Regions from separate parts of the Sus scrofa genome. Here all the other regions are linked to region 2. The links are chromatin contacts, called in public Hi-C and HiChIP or PLAC-seq maps. All regions are on one chromosome and are shown on one strand. The core of a region is the stretch at or near the end of the contact, and the rest is flanking DNA. Distances in the headings are between cores, read along the strand shown. Region 1 holds the start of ARL6IP1 (ADP ribosylation factor like GTPase 6 interacting protein 1). Region 2 holds the start of SMG1 (serine/threonine-protein kinase SMG1). Region 3 holds the start of RPS15A (40S ribosomal protein S15a).

Region 1 (4,676 bases), core at 650-3,149, 110 kb before region 2:
GGCACAGTAAGCCCAATTTACCTCAATAAAATGCTTCTGACACTTAGCAGACATTGTGGTTAGACTTTAAATTTCTCTGCAAATCTGACAATCACCTGCAAGGAAACTTCTAGGATGAAGCCAATGTGACAAAAAGCCTTTAAACTGATTCTGGTAGAGGAAAAAAAAAAAAATTGGAAGAAACCCATGTATCCTTATGACTGTTATTATAGGGAGACAGGCAAATGATAGGAGACAGTGCCGCTTAACCTTGTTGAAGATGACATCTGTGGAGTTCCTGTCGTGGCTCAGCAGAAACGAATCTGACTAGTATCCGTGAGGACGCAGGTTTGATCCCTGGCCTTGCTCAGTGGGTTTAGGATCCAACACTGCTAAGAGCTGTGGTGTAGGTTGCAGACTTGGCTTGGATCTGATGTTGCTGTGGCTGTGGTGTAGCCTAGCCTGGGAACCTCCATAGGCCATGGGGGCAGCCCTAAAAAGAAAAAAAAAAAAAAAAAAAAATGCTGTGCCACACTGATCACTTAGGTGGAACCTCAATATTTCTGACTTTATATACTATGTTTAATAAGTTAAAAAAGATTATCATGTGCCAGAAACTCTGCTAAATGTTTTCTGTGTTTATATTTTAATCATTTCTCGTAACAAACTGAAAGGAAGATGTTATTATTTTCATTTTATAGATAAGGACACTGAGATACACAGAGGTTAACAGATCTGAATCTGGCAAATCCAAGGCCAAAGGCCTGTCCTTAAAGCCACACTGCTCTGCAGAGAGAGCAGCAGAGCAGAGCCCATATCGGTTGTCTCAACAGCTGTGTAAACTTGGGCAACTTCTTTGTGCTACAATCAATTCTTAAAACGAAGCTGGCTGGGGCTAACTAGGCTTACCACAGAGAAGAGGTTTTTGCTGTGTGTGTGTCATGGGGCAGAGGTCATACGTTTCTAAAAATCAATGCAAAACGAAAATCATGCACAATCAAAACTGCCCTGCAAAGTCACTTAATTCATTAGCACTCTCCCTGGGGAAAATGCAACGTAGAAAATGGACTGATCCTTCCTTCCCTTTTGCCTAGATCCTGCGTGATTCTCAGTGAGGTTAAAATTGTCTGCCTGTGATAGAACCTCACTGCATTTCCTTTAGACCCCTGCTTACTCGAAAGTCCTCCCGTGACCCTCCCCCTTCCCCAAAGGTTTATCAGTTACAGACTAACGCCGAGACCTCCCATAGTCCTTCCGGCTGGACTCTTACTTTCGGTTCCCAGCGGTGAGTTTGCAGCCTCGCTGCCGTGTTAAGCTGTGCCAGCTCTAACAAATTATCGGCAGCAACCCTTTGACCCTCAACCCCTGACCAAATACTGGGGAAAAGGGCGAAAGGATGTCCTGCTTAAGATGAAAGAGGGAAAACCCGGATACCGCTGGGGCCTGGGCCCCCCGAAGCACTCGACAGGGCACTCGCGGCCCTCAGCCAGTGACTGCACCCCAGGCGGGTCCCAGCCCCTCTTCTCTCGCTTCCTCCTCAACCTCTATTCGCGGTGAATGATCACGCGCCCTCGCTCCGTCGCGAACCGTCCCCAAGGGATGTTAGGCGTGGACACGACTAGTGACCGCCAAGCAAGGCTCACCCACGACATCCAAAGGGCAGGAGTCGTCGCCTGCACCTGGGCACCGGGAGAGGAGGCCGGGCCCGCGGCAGGTGATAGGAACGAAGCCGCAGCGCCGTCCCATGGAGCCTAATATCCAGAAACCCAGCGCATTTCCCTCACGACGAAGCCGCCAGGACTCACCAGCAGATTGGTGCTGCGATTATCTCCCTCTGCCATCGTCCCTGAGGTGTCGTCTCTAGGAGCGAAAGACGCCACAAAACCAAGAGCTCTCTCGAACCCCTTAAGGCTACCCTGGCATCAGGGTACGCCCCGCAAGCCGCTTATATAGGCTGGATGCCTTTCCCGACAGACCCCGCGAAGCTCGCTCCTCATTGGGCAAATCAAGATGAAGCTGAAGCCGGGGCGGCCAACCGCTGTCCAGCGCATGTCTTGAAACCGAGGTCAAAGGAGAGTGAGAACGCCGGGGCCGAGGAGGCGGGGACACTGAATGACCAATCAGCGCCCAGGAGGTGTGCGACGCCCCGCCCAGGCCTTTCAGAAGCGGTTGAACGGCCGCTGCCCGGGGCCTGGTGTGGCCTCAGTATCCCCGGGGCCTGTGGGAACCGTAGCTCTCGGACGCTCTTTCAGGGGGACCTCAAAGCAGCCAAGGAGACTCTCCGGAATTAGTCCTCGAGGAAATATGCCACCCAGTATCAGGCGGAAGGCAGAGGTGGTCATGTGACGCTAACTTCATTGTGATTAAGGGGGCCGGCTGGGATCCTCTTAACAGAAGCAGCCTGTGGCCCTCGCCCCAGCTGTTCCCCGTCGGCCCCGCCTTCTGATCCCTGCTCCCGCAGCCTTGAGCAGTTTAGCCTGGATTTATGACTCGTGCCCATCTCGTGAGGTTTCGCGGACAAATGAATAGGGCTATTTATGTAGATTTTTTTTCCGCAATGTTACTCCCCTTTAAGGCCTTAGTTTGATGGGGGTAGGAGAAAATCTTGGCGTAGTTCGACAACTTGTGAAAAATGCATTGACTTAAAAAAATCGGCTTGTTTATATAGGGTGTTTGGGGAAATTCTTTGTGGGGTAAACTACGAACTCCCTCTCCAAAAAGGGACTTGTTTTGACAGATCTTTTTACATTAGAGGTCATGCTAAGGAAAGATGTCAACTCTCTCATAAGGGTGGAATGAATTGGAATTTAAGAAGCAGATGAATGCCAGGGGAGCGGCCAAACAAAAACAAAAACTAGATGAGCTGTGTTGAGAAATCTTTTCTCTCCAGGACTTCACAAAAATGTATTTAAAAAATGCTTTCATTTTCATTGCTCGAAATATGCTAAATGTTGACCTGGTCAGATGTCTTTTTGAGGAAAACTTAGCATAGCTTTTAACTTTTTATAGTCTTCTATATTATGCCATCGTTTGTTTTTGGGTTTTTTTGGTATCTCATGTGGCATTTTTTTATTATACTATTAACCAATTGTGTTTTTTTTTTCCCCGCTGTACAGCATGGGGACCAAGTTACACTTACATGTATACATTTTTTTCCACCCTTTGTTCTGTTGTGATATAAGAATGTAAGTTTCTTTTTTTACTGTGAAAAAAAATAAAGCATCTGATCAGGTATAAACACTTGGAGGGAGATTAAAAAAAAAAAAAAAGCCTCTGCAAGGGAAGGGGACTGACTCTTCAGTAAAGTTCCACTTAGGGAAATGTTGGGGAGAAAAACAGGTTATGCAGGTAAAATGCAGCCAGTTGATATATCCCATTTGGGGAGATTTTAGTTGGAGTTTGAAGAGTAGGCCCTTCCCTACCTCTTCAAAAGAAAATCAGAAGGTCGCAAACAGCGAGCAACCAACCACGTGATGAATATAGAGAGTACTGAATGCAAAACAGTACTTTAGGTACAGTAACATCCACTTCCGAAGAAGAGGGCATCAGTTACTAGAGTTTAAAAACTGCCATTTGTACATTGGGAAATCAGCTTTTGCTACAGAGTGCGCCTGGTTTTTATCCAAGTTCCCTGTGTACAACTTCAGAAGAGACTTCTCTTTCAACAGCAGCTTGTGCAATTCAAGTAGGTGAAAACTGAAGGATCTGCTTTCAAACAGCACAGATTCTCCACAGAGTATCTCTTACTCAAGGAATGTGTTCCCAGACCTAACCAGCAACTTAACACCGAGCACTGGTGGAAGGTCTTTAACTAAAATTCCAGTCGCCCTAATAAGAACAAAAAACACCTACACTTAGCATGGCTTTCTTGGATGGAGCCTTTTGCCCCATTTTGTACAATAAAGGCAAGACAGAATCTTTTGAAACATGTTGGATGACTAAACAGTTAACATAAATCTTCCTAACATAATCCAACAAATGCAATCTTATTTCCAGATATTAAAACAGGTTGGCCATTTCGTTTTCCTTCATAGCTTTCATACACCAGGGAACATAAATGTGAGTAACATTCCACAGGAGTTCTTATTTAAAGATTTACAAAATTAAGCTTAATTGTGCCTTAATACTAAGAACTTAATCATGGAAGTAAAATTTCCACTGCTAATTCAAAAGTACTATTAAACTCTGAGGGTAAAATATATTTGAGAATTAAGTTTTAAAAAAAACCTTCTGGATTAACGCTTTTTAAAAAATTATTCATATTCCAAAATTAATTTTTCTGGAAACTTCGATAAATCAGAGCTTAAATCTTTTAAAACTTTATTTTTTGAAAAACAGGTATTTCATACAATCTTTGCCATGTTAATGCAAATATGCACAAAGTAGGCATGTATTTTGTTTTCCAAAAAATGCATTATGAATATTTTCAGGAAGCTGGTGTGTTTTATTCAACTTTTAATCTTAAATACAATCACAAAATTATATCCATCAGGAGGCCTTACAAACCATTTGTACAGAGAAGCCATTTTATTTATACAATGTTACTAGAACAAGGAAGATTCAGTTCAACTCAATTTGCTCTTAGAATAAAGGGTAAATAAACAAGTGAATGATGTTGCCACTGACATTACAGGTGGAAATATAAGGAAAATTTAAACAAGAAAATAACTGACACAAGAACTTTAAACAGGAGTTGA
Region 2 (4,474 bases), core at 948-3,447:
TGAAAGAAGAAAACACGAGTAATATTAATAACCCATGTACTTATTCCACAACTATGGGAGCCATTCTGCTTCATACCTGTCAAATGAAACCAGGCAACCTCAACCCGTGGCTCCAACTGTGCTACTCCACTTGTTGAGAACCACAAGCTACAGTTTATTCTTCTCCAGAAGTTCTAGGACTGCTTGAGAAGGGCACTTTATTTAGTCCTCTAAAGGGATACCATGCACATTGTTTACACATGCTGACAATACCGAAAAATAATGGAAAATCTACTGTCAAAGAGCTCTCAGATGTTCAATTCAACCTCATTTATCACCTAATTCACTAGATGGGAAAAAGAAGTAAATTTCACACATTTCAATGAACATACACAACAACCAAAAATGCCAGTTATAGATAAAAATATCAAAACCAGTCAACTGATTTTATTTAAAGCACTCACAAACCCTAAGCGGTAAAGGACAGGTCCAACTATGCTTTTCTTTTCAAAAATTTTAAACTACTTAACATCTTAATTCTAAACTAAGCTTTTAATGTCACTTTGTTATATACATAATTCTCAGCAGACAGGAGACCTGGAAAAACACATGAAACAGAATGAAATGTGTATCACTCATCAGCCAAAAGATTATTTTGGTTTTTCTATCAAGTCGTAGGGCGTTACATTCTACTATCTTTCCAAATTATTTCCAAACATTGCTGGAATTGCATGCAGCCATCAGGAAATTAAAAGTCATCCCAACAATGTGTGTCTAACATTTCTCTGGCCAGTTCCTGGACAATCATAATGCAAGAGGCTCAAAGTGCGAGACCTCCATGAAACAACTAACCCTACAATGTTATATACATTTAGGGAATTCTTCTAGGCACTGGGCTAAGTTCCAAAACAGTCTTGAGTATTACAAGCACTTATTGAGTAAGAGAGATGAGAATCAGTCCAAAATTACGTACAACTGCCCCATGATTAATCAGAAAGAAACGAAAATTAATTTTCTTTAAAAAGTCGGTACCCTTTAATATGTTCATTTCCAAGGAGACCCCTGTCGGAAATCAAACCCTTTACTCTTCTAAGCGAAAGCCCGCTCAAGTGTCCAGGCATGAACTGCTCTCCGCCAAAGTAGCTGCCCCCTGCACTTGTGGGAAACATTTTCCAGGACCAGAGTCGGTTGGCCCCATTAACACTGTCACAATCTCCTCTCATGCCCCACAACGAGCCTGCCTAAAGTCAGAGTAAGGCCCTGGAGCGTGGCTGTTTTTTAAATATTAACACGTGGGAGGTCACAGAAAAGATCAAAGTTAAGGAGGTCTTTTCACGTGGGGGCTGAGAGGCGGAGAGATAGGAAAGTGAATGGGTGGCGGAGAGGGTCCTGTACTCCCAGGATCCCCCAACTCATATACCAACTTAAGGGGAAGGCGGCAAGTAAAAAAAAACAAAAAACAAACAAAAAAAAACAACCAACACCAGGTTCCCTTCCTTCACCCAATTCCTAGGCCAGTTCCTTCTCCCGGCGCCCAGGGTCTGGCTCCAGCCCTGAGGCTGAAATGCAGGGAGAGGGGAAGCATTTAGGCCTCGCCTCCCAGCGGCCTTCCTTCCCCAGCCGGGGCGGGAGGGAACCCAGGAAGCCGCGCCCGGTTCCTGGGGGGGTGGAGAGCCTAGGCCGCGCCTCCCAGCCCGGCGGCCCTAGGCCTCGGCCCGCCCGAGGCGAGGCCCGGGGTCGGGGTGGCGAGCTGGCCGCCGGCTCACCCACCTGGGTTGCCAGTCATTCCAGCTCCGCGGGTACTTGGTGCCGCCGCCGCCGCCGCTGCTCAGCCGAGACCCCGGGGCTCTGCGGCTCATTACCTTCCCCGACACGACATGGCCAAGCGCCGCCGCCCGAAGAAGCGCGAGTCGCCGCCCGAACCGGCCGCTGCCGACACTCCGCTCCGGCCCCGGGCTGAGGAGGAAGCCGAGAAGGAGGAGGAGGCGGCGGAGGGCGGGGGAGGCGGACGGCCGTTCCGGGTTCCGCCTGAGCCCGCAGCGCAGGACGAGGAGGCGGGAGCGGCGCGGCGAGAGGGAGGCGGAGGAAGGGGAGGCGACGTCTCTTCCAGGGCCGTGCGCGGCCCGCGACGCCGGGGCCCAGGAGGAGGAGGACAGGGAGGAGGAGGCGGTGGCGGCTGCTCCTCACGCTCACACAGCCACGGGTTCCCCGCCTCCCGGCTCCGCCCGCCGCGCCGCCGCTGCCGCACGGCATGCTGGGAGCGAGAGGCGGTGCCGGCGCCCGCCGGGCCGGGGTGGAGGGGCGGGGCCGGGACCGAGGGGCGGGGCATGTGGGCGGGGCCGGACTCAGCAAGTGGACCGCCCTCTCCGCGCCCCGCGCTCGCTTCCAGTCTTCGCGGACCGCGCGGAGGTCCGGCCCCGCCGCGGGGGATCACGGGAGAGGGGGTTCTCCGTCACCATCTCCACGCGCACGCTCTCCTATACACCCCCGGGAAAGCACCTGACCCCCAGAGGGCGGGGCAGTCAGGTGTAAACAGGCTTCCGCTCAAGATACAGGGGTGCCCTTGCGGTGGCGCGCGCAGACACACATGCATGTCCTTAGAGTTCACGCGCGCCCACGTTCCTCACCTTGTACGGCAATAAGTAAAAATAAAAAACAGAGGGGGTGAACATTCATCTACCCAGCCTCCACCTGAAATGTGCCCGTAGATTCCCGACACCTTGACCATTTATGTCTTACCATTACAAAAAACGAAATAGAGGAAGAAAGCGGAATACTCACGAGCACCAACCTTTGTCCCCTGCAACATGAAATACGCTCTGAAATCCTCCCACCGTTAACAGCTACTTTCCCTTCCAAAGAGTCTTGCGGGTGGCGTGGCATTGGGCGGGGGGGGGGGGGGGGGCCAAACCTGAGCACTTTCTCCTCCGCCGCGACGTTTCCACGGCCCCCACCAAAGAGTTCACTAAAGCATCTTAGACATAAAGTGGATGCCATATACAAAGAGAAAAGGTCAACAAGCTGCACAGCAAACAGGTAACAGGGAGTTAGCATGTGGCTCAGTAGGTCATTGCTGTGGCTTCAGTTACAGCTTGGTGCAGGTTCCATTCCTGGCCCCGGAGCTTCCCTAGGTGCAGCCAAACACACACACACGCACGCACGCACGCACACACAGAACAGGTAACAGGAATTAACTCTGGAGGATAGTCAAAAGGGTCTTACGTTATTTTATGTTGCAAATTCCCTATGTTGCAAAGTCCCCATATATTGCTTGTGTGATTAAAAATGGTTACCAATGGAATTCCCGTTGTGGCGCAGTGGTTAACGGACCCGAGTAGGAACCATAAGGTTGCGGGGTTGATCCCTGGACTTGCTCAGTGGGTTAAGGATCCGGCGTTGCCGTGAGCTGTGGTGTAGGTTGCAGACGCAGCTCGGATCCCGCGTTGCTGTGGCTCTGGTGTAGGCCAGTGGTTACAGCTCTGATTTGACCCCTAGCCTGGGAACCTCCATATGCCGCAGGAGCGGCCCTAGAAAAAGGCAGAAAAAAAAAAAAGTTACTAAATTACAAAAGTACTTGAGATTATGAGGTGATCCACATGCATCCCCCTTCAACTTTGGGCTCCTTGCTTATGTCCGTCAACACTGTAGGCTCTTGCTAGTTCTAAAGGATGGAAAGTTAGGTTTTCATATGTACTTTTCTCCCCTCCCCAATTCGACTCATTCAGGGAACAAGAAGCTCCTTCTACGAACTGGTGCTATTTGACTCAACACAGAAATTCTCACTAGGTTTAGACTCCAGCATGGTCACCCACATGTGTAAAAAAAAAAAAAAAAAAAAATTTTTTTTTAAATAACCTGAGTGAAGAGGGATACATCCCACAGTTATACACTCCATCCTGAAATGTGCCCTGGGTAGCCCATACTTGCTGTGAGGAAGGATCCTACCATTTGTGAAAGGGACCCTACCAATGGTGTCCTTTCTTCCCTACTCTCCTATGAAAAGTCCCTCTTGAATCAAGTCCTAAGATTAGGGTTCTCTCTCAGAAATTGTGAATCCTGCCACAAGGTATTTTGGTTTGTTTGTAGTTCATGTCTAATGACATAAGCAAACAGTAAACACATATGTTTGGGGTTTGGGGGTTTTATTTGGGGGAGTGCCATATCTGTGGCATGTAGAAGTTCCCAGGCCAGGGGTGGAACCCACATCACAGCTTTAACCAGAGCCACAGCAGTGAAAATGCCAAATCTTTAACCCCCTGGGGGAACGAGGGAATTTCCCTCACATGTTTTCAATGTACAGCCTAATTGTGATTAATTCTTTCATTCAACATTTTTTAGCAAAATTTACTGAGCATCTACTAACCAAGCAGTTGGGGACAGGGACAGTGATCCGACTCAATCCCTATCCTCAAGGAACTCTGGGAGTAGGGGTCGGAGAAATAGGTGTATTATTAGAAATGATCGAAATAGTTACAATCTCCTCTCTCTCCACCAC
Region 3 (4,567 bases), core at 1,667-4,166, 120 kb before region 2:
ATTGTGAGCGTTAGAGTGAGAAAGAAGAGTGAATCCAAATCCTTCCTTGGGACTGGGGTCTAATGACTACAATAAAACATAAGACAAAGACCCCAAATTTCCTTCAGAAACTTCAAATCTCTCCCAAAGGGGTCCAGTAGTTTTCATCTGACATTACACATTGCAAGCGTGAAAGCTTCAAACCTGAACACAGAAAGTAAACTCAAGACCCCAACTTGCTTTTAGACAAACACCTGACCTCCAAAACATGCATCAGTTAACATTTAACCCGCAGTCATAAAAAAAATCAAACAGATCCACTAGATTAAGCTTACAAGTCAAAGTGAAAGGGAGAACAGACCTCAAAGACACACACTGCACCTATACCAGCAAAACCAGAAGCATTTCTACAGGAGTTCCCGTGCTCAGCAATCAGCAAACCCGACTAGCAACCATGAGGACGTGGGTTCGATTCCTGGCCTCGGCCAATGGGTTAAGGATCCTGTGCTGCCATAAGCTGTGGTGTAGGAAGCAGACATGGCTTGGATCCCCAAGTTGCTGTGGCTCTGGCATAGGCCAGGGGCTAAAGCTCCGACTGAACCCCTAGCCTGGGAATCTCCAAATGCCACAGGTGTGGCCCTAAAAAGATAAACAAACAAAAAAATCCAGAGAACCCCATATTCTGTCCAAAATACCCATCAGCAACAGAGACGAAGGACCAAAGTTATTTACACTGACAAAATGAGAGGCCATTGAGTGGCTCGGCTCAAGTCTAAGCCAATGAGGGCAGTTTGTTAGCCGCCCCCATGCAAATGAGGAACCACCAGTTGTTCATTTTGCCCCAGGCCTCCACATCTCCCTTCAGATACCTCACACTCCACAAGCAATTGTCAACTCACCATTCTACCTGGAGAACAAAGTAAAATGTGATATAAAAATGAACAATTTTAACCAGTTCCTAATTCTGTTTAAACTAACTAGGTAAAGGAAGCACCGTTTAATTTTACAAGGGCAATTACAACACACAACACCATGTGAGACCACTTTGAAGGTTCTTAAATGTGGAAGACAATCAATTCTTACCTTATTTAGCCTGCCTGTGAGGTTCACAACAATTTTCCCAGCTCTATGATCGTCGATGATTTCAAATTCGCCAATGTAACCTATAAAACACAAGACACTGAATTGAAAACAATTTTTAATATTTAGACGGCAACACCCAAAACTATCAACCCTGAAATTTTAAAAAGGGGATGATTTCCTGTCCTTTCATAGCTTCCCACTCCCAAGCCCAAGACGTTCAGCAATCCTCCACTCCACCCCAAGGAGCTCCCAAAGCCCTTTCAATGAGGTGCTGCAGCTGCAATTATCACAAGACGACTATTTTAGGTGCCAAACACCTAGCAGGACAAGTCACAAACTTCCTCCTTACCCACAGTCCTAATCTACCCTAGCATTTCTTAAACAGCATCACTTGTCTAGACTATCCTGTCCACAGCCCAAATCAATTACAGTACTTCCCACGTAGGACTGACACCTCACCCCCATCTTCCTAGGCCTCTCCCCTACAATTTCTACTGGACTCTTTCTGTAACAGGTTTACCTCAAAACAAAACACATTAAGACACTTACCATGCTTCATCATCACAGTTAGAAACCTGACGATGACTTTGGAGCACGGCCTAATAAGAACCTGGCGTTTGCCTCTCTTTTCGGCATTGTTGATGCTCTTGAGGGCATCGGCCAGGACATTCATGCGCACCATTGTGGCTGTTCAGGGAAGACAAAACAGGGGTATTAATGCCATGGCCATTAACAGACACCCAATCATTCCACGGCTAACACATGCTTTTCTTTCTACCTCTATCAAGGTTCCCATCTCTACACAGGCTGGTTCCCTTGTAGCCCCGAAAGAATATGTCACCTACCAAAATGAAAACACCAGCTATGGTAGGCCAGTTAATTCAGAAAGGGAGCAAATGGTCACCATCGATGATTTCCAAATTTCTGAAAACCACCAGGACCTTTACATAAACCAACTCAGTGTCGGCCTCGTCCTAAACATCGCAAGATACCACTTGACTTTCTCCTAACGCCCGTAACTATTAAAACGACTGTACAGGTGCCACCCAAAATTATGCCCCACAGCAAGCATACCATAGTGGCAAGTATGTTACTTGCACCTCATCAGACTCTATCCCAACAGACACGAACTTACCTAACAAAGTTTTGAAAGCTAAGGACAAGGGCCAAAGCATGCTTTCAAACGACAACAGGAGGAGTCCGACCGGCTTCCTCAAGCTCAACAAGTGTCTGGGGGAAAACCTGGAGCCCAGAAGACACCAGCAAACCTCCACCCCAAGCAGGGTGCAATCTTCCCTGCCGAAGGGGCCTCAGACTCCCAAGCTCCCAGCGCGGCCGCAGCAATGGGAAGCTGTACGGCCCATTAGGGTCCCAGACTCCGATACTTCCCGCCAAGGAGGGGCCTCATCTACTAAGGGCGGTACTGGCATCGCCGATCGCGTAGGGGGTCCGGGTCGACCGAACAGTCGAAAAGCTCCGGGTCCAGCCAGGGCTGCGGCCTGCGCCCCACAGCCCGGACTCCCCAGAATGCAGAGCATGGGGCGGCTGAGCATGACTCTCTCCTCCGCCTGCTCAGACCCCCGCGAGGCCAGTATTCCCGGCACAGGAGGCCGCCGGCATCCTCGCAGGGAACCAAGACCGAGCCTCAGACCACAGGATGGCACCGATAGCGAACGGATAAAGTTGGATCGCTCAGAGAAAGATACTCACCGGCACGGAAAGATGGCGGAAAGAGGAAGGGAGGGGCGAGCGCACGGAATTATGGGAAGAGGTCAGGCTATCGCGAGACTTTCAAAGCCCCGCCAAAAACAAAAAAAACAACAAAAGAAGGATTGCCTAGCGGAAGGAGGTGGGTGAACGGGCGGAGTCTCCTCAGGGGTGGGCAGTAGAGAGTGGATGGAATCGAACACCCCAGGCGCTATCTGAGGGAGTTTATAGAAGGGCAACGCTAGCCACCGGATCGATTTCTTTCTAGCAACTAATCTGTTAAAATAAACAAGTGACAAGAGCCTAGATATTTGCACGTTTTTACTGCAATAACTGGTCACCATTTATAAAATTTTGATACTTAAGTATTTACAGTATCTATGGAAGAACCCGCAGAAATGTGTAATTGCCTCTGAGGAGGGCGTTAGGAACTGGTAATGGGAAGAATTGCTTTTTCCCTACAGAAATTCGTTCGGGGTTTTTTCTTGTGTTTGTGGGTTTTTTGCTGCTGCAGCTTGATGTGGGATCTCAGTTCCCAGACCAGGTATTGAACCCAGACAGCAGCGGTGAAAGCACCAAAACCTAACCGCTAGGCCGCCAAGAAACTCCTTAAATTAAAAAAAAAAAGACCTCTTTGAGTTTGCTTGTCATCCTTGCAGAGGAACCATGATAATCTTCTCTGCATGGGTCCAATTTTAGTATAGTGTGCTGCAGAAGCCAGCTCTCCCTTTGTTTCTTGGAAACGTGTATGGATGACTTTTTCAAAGCAGTCAAAAACTTTTCCCGCTGTGCCTCTTGTGGCTGCGGGGGGGCGGATTGGATCCCCGAACATGGCTGCAGTGGGTTAAAGGATACGGTGTTGCCGCAGCGGCGGCTGAGATTCAATTTCTGGCCTGGGGAACTTCCATATGCAGTGGGGGCAGCCATAAAAATTAAAAAGTAAAAAAAAAAATTTAAAAATTGATGCTTCCTTTTGGACTCTCCCTAAATGTTAGAAATTATTGGAGTTTCCAGTTGTGGTGCAGCGGAAATGAATCTGACTAAGAACCATGAGGTTGAGGGTTTGATCCCTGGCCTCACTCAGTGGGTTAAGGATCCAGGGTTGCCGTGAGCTGTGGTGTAGGCCGGCAGCTGTAGCTCCAATTTGACCCCTAGCCTGAGAATCTCCGTATGGCTCAGGTGCGGCACTAAAAAGTCCCCCCCCCCCCCGCCCCCCAAAAAATTGTTTACTGGAGTTTCAGACTTTTCTCTCAGTTCTGAGATAACACAGTTTGGAAGAAAGCCACAAGTGTTTTGAAATAAATGTGCAGCCTCTTAAAGGTTATTGCTAGGGTCAGATGAGCTAAGGTGCCAAAGGGCTCGTCAAAGCCCTGGCATGTGGCAAATACTCAGTAAGTTGTTCCTGAAGTCAGGGGTCTGATCGCTCCAGAGGGAGTGAATTCTAGCTCTGCTCTTTCTGAAGCTGGGTGACCTCAGGCTAGTTACCTAAAATCTGAAACTGCTTCTTTAGCCTTTCCTCCAGGCTTTCCCACTTACCCTCCCTTCTGTCTTTCCCACGTGGCAGTTAGAGTTACTGTTGTGGCTCAGAGGATTACTAGGATCCATGAAGATGCAGGTTCGATCCCTGGCCTTGCTCAGTGTGATCTGGTGTGGCTGTGGCTGTGGCTGTGGTGTAGCCAATTGGACCTATAGCCTGAGAACTTCTATATATGGCCCTATAAAAAGCAAAAGCAAACAAACAAATAAAAAATTAAGCCAGACCATGCCCTCTTCAAGGGGTCTTATCAACTCAGTAAAA

What was found. Hi-C and Micro-C count contacts between places; a contact is called where the count stands out from the background. HiChIP or PLAC-seq counts read pairs in DNA pulled down with a chosen protein or histone mark.
Region 1: an H3K27ac HiChIP or PLAC-seq map of skeletal muscle shows a contact between it and region 2. The contact joins the promoter of ARL6IP1 here to the promoter of SMG1 in region 2. A contact is called at or near these places in 2 of 5 promoter capture datasets (fetal liver and liver), 4 of 47 Hi-C or Micro-C datasets (epiblast stem cells, liver and skeletal muscle) and 2 of 2 datasets of contacts at active chromatin or transcription factors (alveolar macrophages and skeletal muscle).
Region 3: a Hi-C map of liver shows a contact between it and region 2, with 9 times the contacts expected there. The contact joins the promoter of RPS15A here to the promoter of SMG1 in region 2. A contact is called at or near these places in 1 of 5 promoter capture datasets (liver), 5 of 47 Hi-C or Micro-C datasets (blood, heart right ventricle, liver and 1 more) and 2 of 2 datasets of contacts at active chromatin or transcription factors (alveolar macrophages and skeletal muscle).

What each region holds. Positions count from the first base shown.
Region 1 is chr3:26,757,868-26,762,543 of Sscrofa11.1, reverse strand. ARL6IP1 (ADP ribosylation factor like GTPase 6 interacting protein 1) reads right to left here and starts at 1,899. Exons shown (of 6, transcript NM_001244213.1): 1 at 1,785-1,899. The coding sequence starts at 1,820. SMG1 (serine/threonine-protein kinase SMG1) reads right to left here. Exons shown (of 63, transcript XM_021086548.1): 63 at 4,276-4,676.
Region 2 is chr3:26,651,542-26,656,015 of Sscrofa11.1, reverse strand. It overlaps SMG1 (serine/threonine-protein kinase SMG1), which reads right to left and starts at 2,197. Exons shown (of 63, transcript XM_021086548.1): 1 at 1,750-2,197. The coding sequence starts at 1,838.
Region 3 is chr3:26,775,010-26,779,576 of Sscrofa11.1, reverse strand. It overlaps RPS15A (40S ribosomal protein S15a), which reads right to left and starts at 2,916. Exons shown (of 5, transcript XM_021086554.1): 1 at 2,773-2,916; 2 at 1,612-1,749; 3 at 1,063-1,142. The coding sequence starts at 1,744.